Linked DNA regions of Zea mays: region 2 is linked to region 1. The links are chromatin contacts, called in public Hi-C maps. All regions are on one chromosome and are shown on one strand. The core of a region is the stretch at or near the end of the contact, and the rest is flanking DNA. Distances in the headings are between cores, read along the strand shown. Region 1 holds the start of LOC103630655 (type IV inositol polyphosphate 5-phosphatase 3). Region 2 holds the start of LOC100191976.

Region 1 (5,849 bases), core at 1,961-4,460:
CATTTTTTGTCCGTCTCCCTGACTGTTTGGGCACTCCTGTCTAATATATGACTCAGACTCGTGATTCATACTAATATGAGTTAGAACAACTTGTATCTAACGATGATAAATACAGAATCCGATTCCAATACGTATTCCGCACCTTACATATCTCGTATGTGACCAGAACTCATGACCCGCACTCATACAAGTTAGAACAAACCATGTTTTTAGCCTATGTGTATTGGGTGTCGTTGCAACGCACATATATGTGTTTGCTAGTAAATAATCAAGTATCTAGTGCATGTTCCCTGTTTTTCTATAAAACTTAATAATGGGTTGTATAGTGGCTAATTACCCGATAACATAAATTTCAGCTGGCTCCTCCGTAGCCAGCCATTCTTCAATGTCCAAGTCACTGGGTGGAAATCTGCCTCCAACATTCCATGTCCCTACATAAATCCTGCATAATAAACTTGCAGATTAGCTGAAAGAACATCATCATAAAACTAATAAATCCTTTTAATTCCAGCCCAGTAGAAAATTTTACTAATCTTCTGCAATATGATAATAACAGGAGGAATAAGCACCAGGAATATCATTTCGATTCAAAGAAATGCTGAGAGAAAAAGTACTGTAATGTCATAACTAGGAGCCAGTGAATACTACGAGGGGACTAGACTTGTAGTTGATTACCTGAGTTCTCTAACATCAACATACTGAGCACGACTGATCTCTGATCTGTGCATTCTAAGGCAGTAAGGTAAATCGCTCATTTCGTCACCTACAGCATCAGTGTGATTGTGTAAGGCAACAAGCCAACCCAAAACTTTATATCAAACATATGCTTGTGCATAGTATGCAGCCAAAAGAAGAAGAAAAGAAAGGAAGCTTAAGCAGTTCAGTCAGCAGTCAGCACACATAAGGTAACCAATCAATCTATGCCTTAATCAAGCAGAAGCTTAATGTAACAAAAATGGACTTCAGTGTAAATCAAAACACATGCTGAAATACATTCAAGTTTTCTTCCTCACTTTTCATCGATTATGTTTCTGTTCATTCTCATCCATGAATCATATTGAAATATTTACCAAGAAGAACTAGGAAATCCCATCAGAACAGTGTAATTTCAGAATCCTATAAGCTTCAATTATTTTCAGAAGGATCATTAAGAAGTTGGGGACCAAACTGAGGCCACAGGAGCTGCCCATTTGGTAAATAAACTGCAAATAACTCTGTTGCCTCTGCATAATTAAACTAGCAACTTCTATGTCCAGGTAAATATTTCGCCAGCATTACTGTGTGCCTACTTCCTTGTCTACAAGTCAACTAAACCCAACTCACAGATGAATATACATAAAGGGAAACATGATATGATTATTAGACACTAACTTCTGCATGTTTATCCTTTACTTAGGAAAATAAACATTATACGCTCATAAATTACCAGTCGTGCTTGCACCCAATCCACCTAATATCCTTTCTTCGTTACATAGGGCATGATTCAAACCAGACATGCCTGCACAAATGACATGAAAACACAGGAATTACAATTTATCATTAAAACAATCCACACAGATCTTCACAAAAAAGTTAAGCTAAGGAAAAGCGAAAATACAAATGTATTGCAGATTTTCTTTCGATAAAGAGAAAAATATATATAGCTCATAGAACGTGGGGCACAACAACCATTAGATAGTGAAGTCAACTAGAAGATGCTCACATCAACATTCCTGATATTCTATTTCTTTCCAAAAGATGAAAAGAACAGCCAAAAGTTACCTTTAGAGGCAATAGTGAACTTAGGGAGTGTTTGGTTACTAGTCCCTCCATTTTATTTCACTTTAGTTCATAAATTGCTAAATACGGAAACTATAACTCTATTTTAGTTTCCGTATTTAACAATTTAGGAACTAAAGTGGAATAAAATGGAGGGACTAAAAATTAGTCCCTAAAACAAAACACCCCCTTAATAGCCTTCTTGGTTTCCTTAAAGAAGGTCGAATATTCGAATGTACCAAAAGAAATATCTGGTCCCAAGAAAGTCCTAGCCGCTAGCCGCGCACGTCACAACGGTCATTCTCAGCCAAATGATCAAACATCCATACCATATAAAAACATGTTGCAAATAATGAACAAATACAGTAACCTAATGAAGCAATCATCAAACAAGCAATGCAATCCAGCGTGAGCTGACCAATTATTGAAGATGACAATTTTCTAATCCAGTTGTAAAGAAGTAGAGAAAAAGAAACCACCATAACCCAAACGGTAGCGTACAAGAAAGAACTTCCACTGCACATTGTGTTGTTAGCTCTGCATAACCGTCAACGCCTACCTCTCAAACTTCCAGACCAAATCTCCATAATTTCAATCCAAACAAGAGCAAGCTTGAGCAACCAGATCGATTCAGAAATTCAGAACATTCCGCTCAAGAAACAGAAAGGGCGGAGGAGAAGGGAAGAGTGAAGTAACCTTCGCGGTCGGTCTCGCCCTCCGAGGTATCGTGCTCGTCGGCGCTGAAGTCGGAATCCCCGGACCCCGCGCCGATGTTTAGCCACTTGCGCAGCACCACCCTGTTCCACAGCTGCGACACGCAATTCCAATCCGCGCCGCAGCACAACACCATCTCGGCCCACCTCTGCATCACAAGATCCTTCGTCTCGCGCAAAACAGAGACAAGAACAGCAAAAAGGATCAGAAATTTGATCCTAGAAACAGCTGGTTGAAGAACTTAAGCGAAGAAGCTCCGGGCATTAGACAACTACCAGCATCTGCATCCCGCCGCCGTTACGCAGAGAGGCGCCGGCCGAAGCGGCCATGGCTGCCTCATGGTGCGCTCGGTGAGGCGGGATAAATAACCGCGTCAGGGAGGAGGAAGAGGACGCCATACACACGGCTGCAGCAGCTCCCCTACCCAGAGAATGAAACTGAAACGTGATGGTCACTTGGACCTTGGCTAGTTGGATTCCCTTTTCTAGTCTAGAAAGCCAAGAAATAGACCGACCAGTCTATCTTCAAGAACCGTGGTGGGGCTCGGTTGGCGTCTCTGCTGTTCGAAAGTTCTTTGCGCTGGCGCGCGCGGACGCAGTGGAGGTGGAGGGTCGTGCTCCTACATCATTCTATCGAACAGCTTAAGTGCATCCTCTAACTTCTCATTCTGCTGAAGTACATCAACCATCTCATCGTAGCTCTCGACCCCAAACCTTATCGTCGATTTTGGGATGTGGCCCAATGAGGGGTCCTTTAGAACACAGAAATGTCATAAAAATTTAACAGAATTTATTTCACGTAGGATTCAGAAAATTTTCCTTTGTTATAAAGAAGACCTAATCTAAAGTCGAGCATATCATCCTTAAGCTCGACGGCATCCATAAGCCAGCCATGGTCGGTAACGAGGCACTCGACGACGACACATCCACTCTAACAGACAACAGGAATGGTTCTGTCACAACACTTGACTCCAAATTAAACAATATTTTCTAAAGGATTATCTCATCCAAACTCGTTCTGTTATTGCAAGCAAGCATAACTTTAATAGACGACGTGGATAGCCTGTCAAATTAGGGCCAAGCCTTTAATATATAAAGATGTCGTCATTAATCTCTAAAGATTTCTAAAATATATTTAATTTAAAATAAAAAATCATGCTGTTTGAAAAGTTTGTTTTAATCTTATAGTTATTATTAAAGGACATATTTAGCCTCATACAAAGTAGCAATGAGTTGTTGTTTTTATTTTTGAAAATAAAACTAGACGCTGATCAGCCTGTCGTATGACTTCGATCAATCTTCAAAGAATTTAATGATTGTTTACTCAAACCAATGGCATCGTAATACGGTAATGGCAAGGATACAGATACAATGACTCAAAAGGAGTCTGTAATCATGGTCTCACAACTCACAAATACTATACCCTTGATCAAATAAGGTTGTTGCAAGGATGGAAATGCACATCCTACTACTACTACTAATCTATGCTGTGCAATTGAATCTTTCTAACAGATTCAGAAATCAAGGATCAGCATTGCATTGCGTCGAGCTAGGAAATTGCCTGGCTCATGGTTAATTGGTCTTAGGTTCAAGGTGTGCTTCCTTCCTAGACAACAGGTGATCCTCAGCCTCTGCGTTGCTGAATGTTAGAGCTCTTTGCAGCCTCCTGGGGCAGACAATTTCAACATCTGCCATATAAACTGCAGTCACCGGTCGATGATCAGATAATATAAGCTCCGCCCTGTTGTATGAAAGTAGCCTTGTCCCCTCCCCATACGAGAGGATGCGGTCACACCTATACAAGCAGGTGAAGATGTTAATTTCCTTATTTCCATAGACATATCTCAAGTTTGATGTCTAGTGGAGCATACCATGCGGGTGTTCTTCTCCCAGATTTCGTCGCGTCACTTACATATTTTTCTGAGTTAAACTCGTATTTATACGTTGGGGGGAAGGTGATAGGCCCTTCAACCCAACCATCAAATGTGCACCCTTTACCTAGTTCCTTTTTCAGCTGTCACAGAGAGAAGGATGAGCTGGAAACTCTGTGCAAGTATATATTGGGAAGTATTAGGATATCTAAATTACCTGATCCATCTTAAACAATCCATCCCAGTCCTGTTTGGAGATAAGTTCATGCGTAGTCTCATACGATAAATTGAGTCGATAGTTGAGATCCCCTAGCAGTGTAATCCTTCTGAAAATTTTAAGGAGACACATTTATTTAATATAGAAGCCATTGGGAATTGTTGATTCCTAAGTGCGTATTGGAGCGTAGCGCAAAATATTGAAGACGCGTATTAACTCACTCATGGTCATGTATTCTCTGGGGCACACCTATCGTATGAACTGGGTTAAAAACAGTCCTTCTATTGATTTCTTCAACATTTGCATTTCTCTTTAGTTCGTCGCCGTTTTTCTCACCAGAGGCCAGGTGGCAACATACAAAGCAGAAATGAGTTTCATGCATAGTCATGCTGACTGATACTGATCCCTGAAGCATGTTGAAGGAACAAATGTTAGCATGTGCTTTACTTTTATACAAACAAATTTAAACAAGTATGTCCACCACGAATGCAATACTAAGCAGGTTAACTTTTAAGGAAATAAACAAAATTTCTCTCTTTTCATGATTCTTGAAAGTATGGTATCATCAAAACATGCATTTGTTTTAACTCCAGTTCTCAGAAGAGATATTTAAAATCGCTGTGGGCAATGTGGCAAGCAACATTTTAGGATTCCAAGTATGATACAATTATTGTTGTAACCTAAATCTGCATGAGTAATAAAAGACATAAATTTTTGTCACTTGCCTTGTTACCAATAAAACCCCTTGTACCTACACCGACAGTTGACACTCTCAGATTCTGGATGTGCTTCTGCAGGCTTCTCTGGACCCATACCGAAAGAAACACTCCTACCATTTGCTTGCTTATTACCCGTACATACTGCAGCCTTTTCCTTTTATCCCCATTATAATTGTGAACGCCACAGGCTAAATCCAATGGCCGGAGACGGCGTCGAGCTGAATCGGATGATTCTGCATTGTGCAGCCGATGAAGCTCCCCATCGCTATCACTGTTGGATTCGTTATGCAACTCATTCTCCACGGCAAGAACATAGTCTAATGGATTAAACCTTGCTGGCGGGGGAGAGTCACTGTGGCGTTTGGACTTCGATTTATCCGGACACTTCTTGTTCAAAGTTTCGTGGATGATATGCTCCCATACTGCGACCGGACGAGTGTCTTCAGTTCCAATCATATACCCGACTTCCAGTGGGATAATCTCTTGAAATCTGAAAGGTAGCGGCAGTTTTCATGGTAAATGGAGCTTTTTTTTAATTTGTAAGGAATATTAGTAATTGAAGCAGTTCTGC
Region 2 (5,849 bases), core at 978-3,477, 260 kb after region 1:
GTGTTCGTAGTCGTAGGCGTCTCCTGGGCCTGGATGAGCAGCAGCGGCGGCGGCGTCCCTGACGCCCTCCTCGACGTCGGAGTTCTTCTCGACCAGCTGCCTGAACATTGACGACTTGAGCAGGAGGCTGAGCGCGGTGGAGTGGAGGAGCCTCTCTTCCTCATGCCGCCCGCACCGGGAGACGCCATGGACATAGGGGCCTCCTTGCCGCCGCCGCAGCTACTATGGTCCAGTAGGAACTTGCCTCGCGGGAGCATCTGGGTCGTCTCCGCCTGGCGGTGGAGCTGCCTGCATCACGAGCGCCGCCTCCGGGTTGAAGGCTGCCGGAGCTGCACTTGGGTGCCGTTTGGTTCAAGAAATGTAACACAAATGATAATTGTTTACGCTCGATTACTGGCGGTAACAAATTTGAATATGTTGGTATCAAATTTTAGTGTGGTATATAATTACGGTTGAACTAAAACAAACATGATTTAACGTTATCAGTTACCCATTACGTTACAAATATGTGAACTTGGTTTCAGCCACTTTCAGCCATGTGACGTTAGGATCTCACGTCGAAGTTGGCGACCGCGTTCACGCCTTTCTACTCTATCGCCGCGATGTCGTGTATACGCGGGCGCCTTCTTCTTGAGTGACTGGAACGGAACAGGTAGAGGTACTTGTTCCCCAAAACACGCCCAATTCTTACTTCCCATCTCCCGTTTTGATGACGCATGTGCAGTGTCTTGAGCATCTGACGTTAGATGCAGCTTTGGGGCTACTAGTTAATGGAGACATCGAATCAGTTCTTTTTTCCTTTTTATTTCGTCGTAAAAAATATACAGGACTTGCTAAAACTCAGGTGTCTGAATTTATATTTCCTTTCACTTTCAGACGACAGTTAAACAGTTATTGCATTGTGATTTTTAGACATAACCTATAACTTTCGGTTACTACTCATTAGACAAAGCCATTAAGATAATTAACAATTTGTAATTGTTTCTATGAGGATAAAAATTTGCTATGTAATGACAAAAGCAACAATTTACTTGTACTAGTCGTTGGTGGTGTCGTCAGAGTCTAGATCGATTATTTTTTACATAGGTTTTAAAACTAGCTAGATGTTAAATTAGAAATAGATTTAGTTTGCTTGTCTAATTTATCATTCTCTTAGATGTCAGTCTTTGCCTAGGTGATTTGACGGGCAGAGTTACGCTGAAGAAGTTGGAATGGTTCTTCTCAAAGAAATCCATTAACTTTAATGACTAGTTCGACAACTTCATTTTTACAAGCGATTCTCAACAATTTATCTAAATTTCTTTAAAAATAGGGTTGACAAACTAGGGCCAATAATGTATTATTATCAACAATGGAGATGTAAATATTAGTACATCAAATGTGGCAGCTACATTCGCTCTCACGCCTGCTGCGCGCGTTACAATTTATTTTATAGAATGACAAGACAAACATCCATCACAAGTATAGAATAATACACACAATTCAATGATCAACACCGTTGACTGTTCCTATATACGGAGTACATATGCGTCTAGCCCCTCCCTCCGAACAGCGCCTTGAGCTTGACGATCTGCAGTTCGTCCAGGTTGGTCACCTTGTTCACGACCTCCGTGGGCAGGTCGTTGGCGAAGAGCGCGAAGTCGAGGATCTGCAGGCCGGGGTTGTCGCTGCTGAACGAGGACAGCGTCACCGCCGTGGTGTTGCCGTGGCTGTACTGGAAGTGGAGCTGGCCCTGCGGGAGCACCATCAGGTCGCCGGCGTACAGCGTCTTGGTGTACACCCTGTTGAGCGTGGCGCTGATGAAGCCGCAGACGACGCTGCCCTCGATGACGAAGATGAGCTCGGTGCCTCCCGGGTGGGAGTGCAGCGGCGCGACGCCGCCCGGGACCATCACCATCCGCGCGGCAGAGATGCCCAGCCCGTTCAGGCCGGGGAACGTGGTGACGACGGCCGAGCCCAGGGAGATCTTGAAGGGTTTCAGCGCCGTGCCGGGGGTGGCGAGGCCGCCATAGTGGAAGTCGTCGGCGGTCACGTCCTTCGGGGGCTTGCACGGGTAGCCGCCCGGCGTGGCGGCGGCGGATAGGTCGGCGATGCAGAAGTCCTGGTACACGGCGAGGGAGGAGAATGGCAGCACGACGAGCGAAGCCACGAGGGCGAGGAGCAGCTCGGCCTTGGCCATGCTGTACGTAGGCATGCAGAGGCTATCTAGCTGTATGTTTGGACGCGTGTCTCTGACGATGTTAATTTGGTACTACATACTAGGTATATATATACTAGGACTAGGAGTGTGGCGTGTTCACCTGTTCTTTGCCCCGGCGGCTAGCTAACTGCCCGGCGGCGTATATCGATCCAGAACTGTCTATAATAATATAATATAATCACCACTAGCACACAATAATCGGGGATGACAGAGGCGGCTAATAACCCGCCCCACGTCCGCGCAACCCGCAAACGCATCACGTGCTGAATCGGTGAGCCCGGAATGGATACTTATTCAGATGTTTTTTTTTGTTTTTTTTCTTCAATGGTGAACAAATAGCACATAGAATTTGCTATATAAATTTATGTTCTTGTTTTTTACATTGAGAGTAATAATATTTATAAAAAGTAAACCTCAAATTATTCTATATCTTTTTAAATGATTCATATAAAATTTGAATACAGATACAAATTCAGATTCAAATGTTTTTCATCCTTTTTCGGTGCCCTCAATTCGGATGCACACAAAAAAATTATTTTTGCCCTTCATAATATTTCCAATAACATAACTAAAATTTAGCACAAAATTCTATGCATATCTAGGTTAAAATATTAGATTTGTCACATAATTCAAACGTTTTAGGAACATCTCTACCCAGAAAGGCTTAGGAACATCCCTACCCAGAAAGGCTGCAAGTGCAACGACTAATCCATATTTAATTTAGAGATTGAATGACCATCTGTGTCGACAGTAGATTTGGATATCGATATACAATATCAATTGAGTGTTGGAGGACTGATGTAAGTTCTTAAGTTATAGGCTTAAGCATAATTTGGTTTTACCTAAATGTTTTATCTTATATGATAACTACCTGTTTTGATATGCATCATATGGGAGATGTATAAAATCCAGCTGGATTTCATTATAAACATATAGGTGCAATCATCAAGATGGGAGACATCCTTTAGTGAAAGGAATTCACTAGTTGTACCATAATTGATTTTACTATTTCAAGTCACAGAGTGACTTCATTTGTACACATGTATGCTATCATTTATGTTTTGATTCAGAATACTAAGTCCACTAGGACTTATAATTAAAATATATCAAAAATCGAATTTAGTCTACCTTACCAATATAGGAACATAGTATGTACCAGTGGGTGCATTATGCTAAGTACAAGCTCTCGATATTTCACCACCTTACGTATTTTAAAAAAATCCATAATGATTCCATTGAGAAAGCATTGTGAGAAATAATTAACAAGGTAAAGACCTCCCACTGTTGAGTGAAAGCAATTATGTCCTTATTTACCACATTTGGTTTACCCAATATGGGTGTTTGAACATTCTACCTATGACTTCCTGTCTGGAACTAGATAAGGTGCATGGAAATTTTGAGGAGTATGCCGATAGAGGTCTGCAGGCGAATGTTGAAGGGTTGACGAAGGAGATTTTTATGTTGGTCGCGATCAAACCAATCATGCAACAGATAACAAAAGGAATTTTGATTGCAACTGAGGTGCTATTTGGTTCACATAATTGTAATGGGATAGACAACATATAACGTTAAATCATGTTTGTTTAAGTCTAACTGTAATCAGATATCATACTAAAAACTATGCTAATCTATTTAAACTTCCGCTGTCACTTGATTGTGAATTATTATCGTTGTCATTTACGTTACAATTCGTGAACCAAATGGCACACCTGAGTGTCACATCATACATGGTGAAATATTCCTCAGTTGTCGGGGCGAGCTGCAGTAACTCAAAGAGAGGTAGTTACAAAGTTTCAGTCCAAAGAATTAAGGTCATGTTTGTTTACTCTCTAGATTATGTAATCTAGCTTAAAATAAGTTAAAGAGATAAAAAAACAATATTGATTATTAGTTGGATTATATAATCTAGATACCTAGATTATAATAATCCATAAGCAGATCAACATTTGCTTATATAATCTATAAGCTAGATTATATAATTATCTAAGGCGGTGTTTGTTTAAAATTATAATCTATTTAGATTATATAATCTAACAAATTTTAAACTAAGTGTTAATATAAAATTTGTTAGAATATATAATAAACAAATAAGGCCTAAGAAGATAACCCAGTGCAGCTGCGAACAGACGAGTTGTCCGACGTTCCGGTCCAAGTACCATGTATCTCAAGTACAGGGGAACGAGCATTTATTATGTTTTCTCCAGGGTTGAAAGTGCAGTTGCGTGCAGAGAATGAATGCCTAGGCATGCAGCCACTCGCTCTCGGTCGGTCGCTCCAGTCCTGCTGGCTTCGCTTATCTTCCCCTTTTATTTCTCGTGATGACATGGAATAGTCTATCCTCGTCTAGCTAATCAGGTCGCGGAAGGAAGCGCCCAGCTCTCGGGCACGGGCCCGACGTCATATATGACTTCCCTGTGGCAGGACCAGACAAGTTTGATGGCTTCCGGAGTCCCGATCCCTGCGCCTCGCGGATCACCGGCCGGGCCAAACCTGGATTTTGCAGTGGGACGGAAATGTTACGTTGCCGTATATAGTTTCATGTATGCCTACTTGTAACCGTGCATGCCAAGCTGAATTTTTGGGTCCTGGCTCACCAGTGGTTCTGTGGAGCGCCCGTGGTCCTCGCTCGAATTCCGGCGTAGGTTGTCCCGTTAACGGATCTCCCAAGTACATCCTGAAAATAAACCAAGATAAGGAAAACGTTCGGAAGTCATTCAAGTGTTTGGTTACTGACAGCGATGCTTTTGGGGGGGATCCTGAGATCATGCTGAAGAAACCCTGACTTTATCAAACTAAGTTCCATGTGAGAAATGCGGGGCTAAACAAACTTGCAGAGAGTTGAACCGACTTGCCTGCAGGAATAGCGGGTCGTTTGAGACAACTGCAGCTGTCAGATGCGCATTCATCCTTTCGCAGGCTTCTAAGACCAACTCAAGCTGATCCTCAGAGTATTCTGTGACTACCTGGGTTGTGGAATCAGAATAGGACAGTTTAATCATTAAGATTAAGCAGATCTAATAGAAGAGGTCAACAACATAGAAACATGTGATTAACTCCTGACAAAGCAACTGTTAGTATGGGTGATAAGGACGACAACAAAGACTGGTTTAAAAAATGCGCATGCAGCTTTGAATTGAATGTAGAAAAAAAAACTATAGGTACATGTTGCAGTCCGAAACAAATAAACTATGCCCTTTCTGTAGTCGTTAACATTTTTCCATCTCGTAGATGTTTCAGGAAGGGGTTAATAATTGCTATACTGGATTCATACTAGTCTCATACGAATGCCAGGCATCAAGTAATTTCCTTTTCCGAAGTTCTATGCATCATTGCATCTTACTGCTTAGAACAAAATAAAGCCATGAATTAACTCCAAGGACTAGTTTGAATACTCAAACCCCCTCCGGGATTGGAGGGGGATTGAAGGGGAAATTAATCCCCTCCAATCCTGGTGGGGATTTGAGTTTCCAAACTAACCCTAAAAATAGATCGCAGATTTGTGATTCATATCCACGAATAATGGTATTATATGTTGGAGTGAATGAACAGTAGTTCGATACAGTGAAAACCCTAACAGATATATGGACCCCTAGTGGGCTGTGGGCTAGGCCCAAGTACACAGATATACAGATCCTTCTATAGTACTCCC

What was found. A called contact is a pair of places that touch in the nucleus more often than the background predicts.
Region 2: a contact with region 1 is called in a Hi-C map of endosperm, with 2.1 times the contacts expected there. The contact joins the promoter of LOC100191976 here to the promoter of LOC103630655 in region 1. A contact is called at or near these places in 2 of 25 Hi-C or Micro-C datasets (ear and endosperm).

What each region holds. Positions count from the first base shown.
Region 1 is chr6:172,679,415-172,685,263 of Zm-B73-REFERENCE-NAM-5.0, forward strand. LOC103630655 (type IV inositol polyphosphate 5-phosphatase 3) reads right to left here and starts at 3,211. Exons shown (of 10, transcript XM_008651700.4): 1 at 2,748-3,211; 2 at 2,455-2,635; 3 at 1,427-1,498; 4 at 676-763; 5 at 338-442. The coding sequence starts at 2,870. LOC103630656 (type IV inositol polyphosphate 5-phosphatase 3) reads right to left here. Exons shown (of 8, transcript XM_008651703.3): 4 at 5,285-5,768; 5 at 4,781-4,965; 6 at 4,560-4,668; 7 at 4,343-4,485; 8 at 3,771-4,266. The coding sequence ends at 4,044.
Region 2 is chr6:172,940,830-172,946,678 of Zm-B73-REFERENCE-NAM-5.0, forward strand. It overlaps LOC100191976, which reads right to left and starts at 2,228. Exons shown (of 1, transcript NM_001137400.2): 1 at 1,325-2,228. The coding sequence starts at 2,194. The coding sequence ends at 1,532. It overlaps LOC100193220, which reads right to left. Exons shown (of 15, transcript NM_001309870.1): 13 at 5,053-5,163; 14 at 4,795-4,874; 15 at 4,253-4,690. The coding sequence ends at 4,552.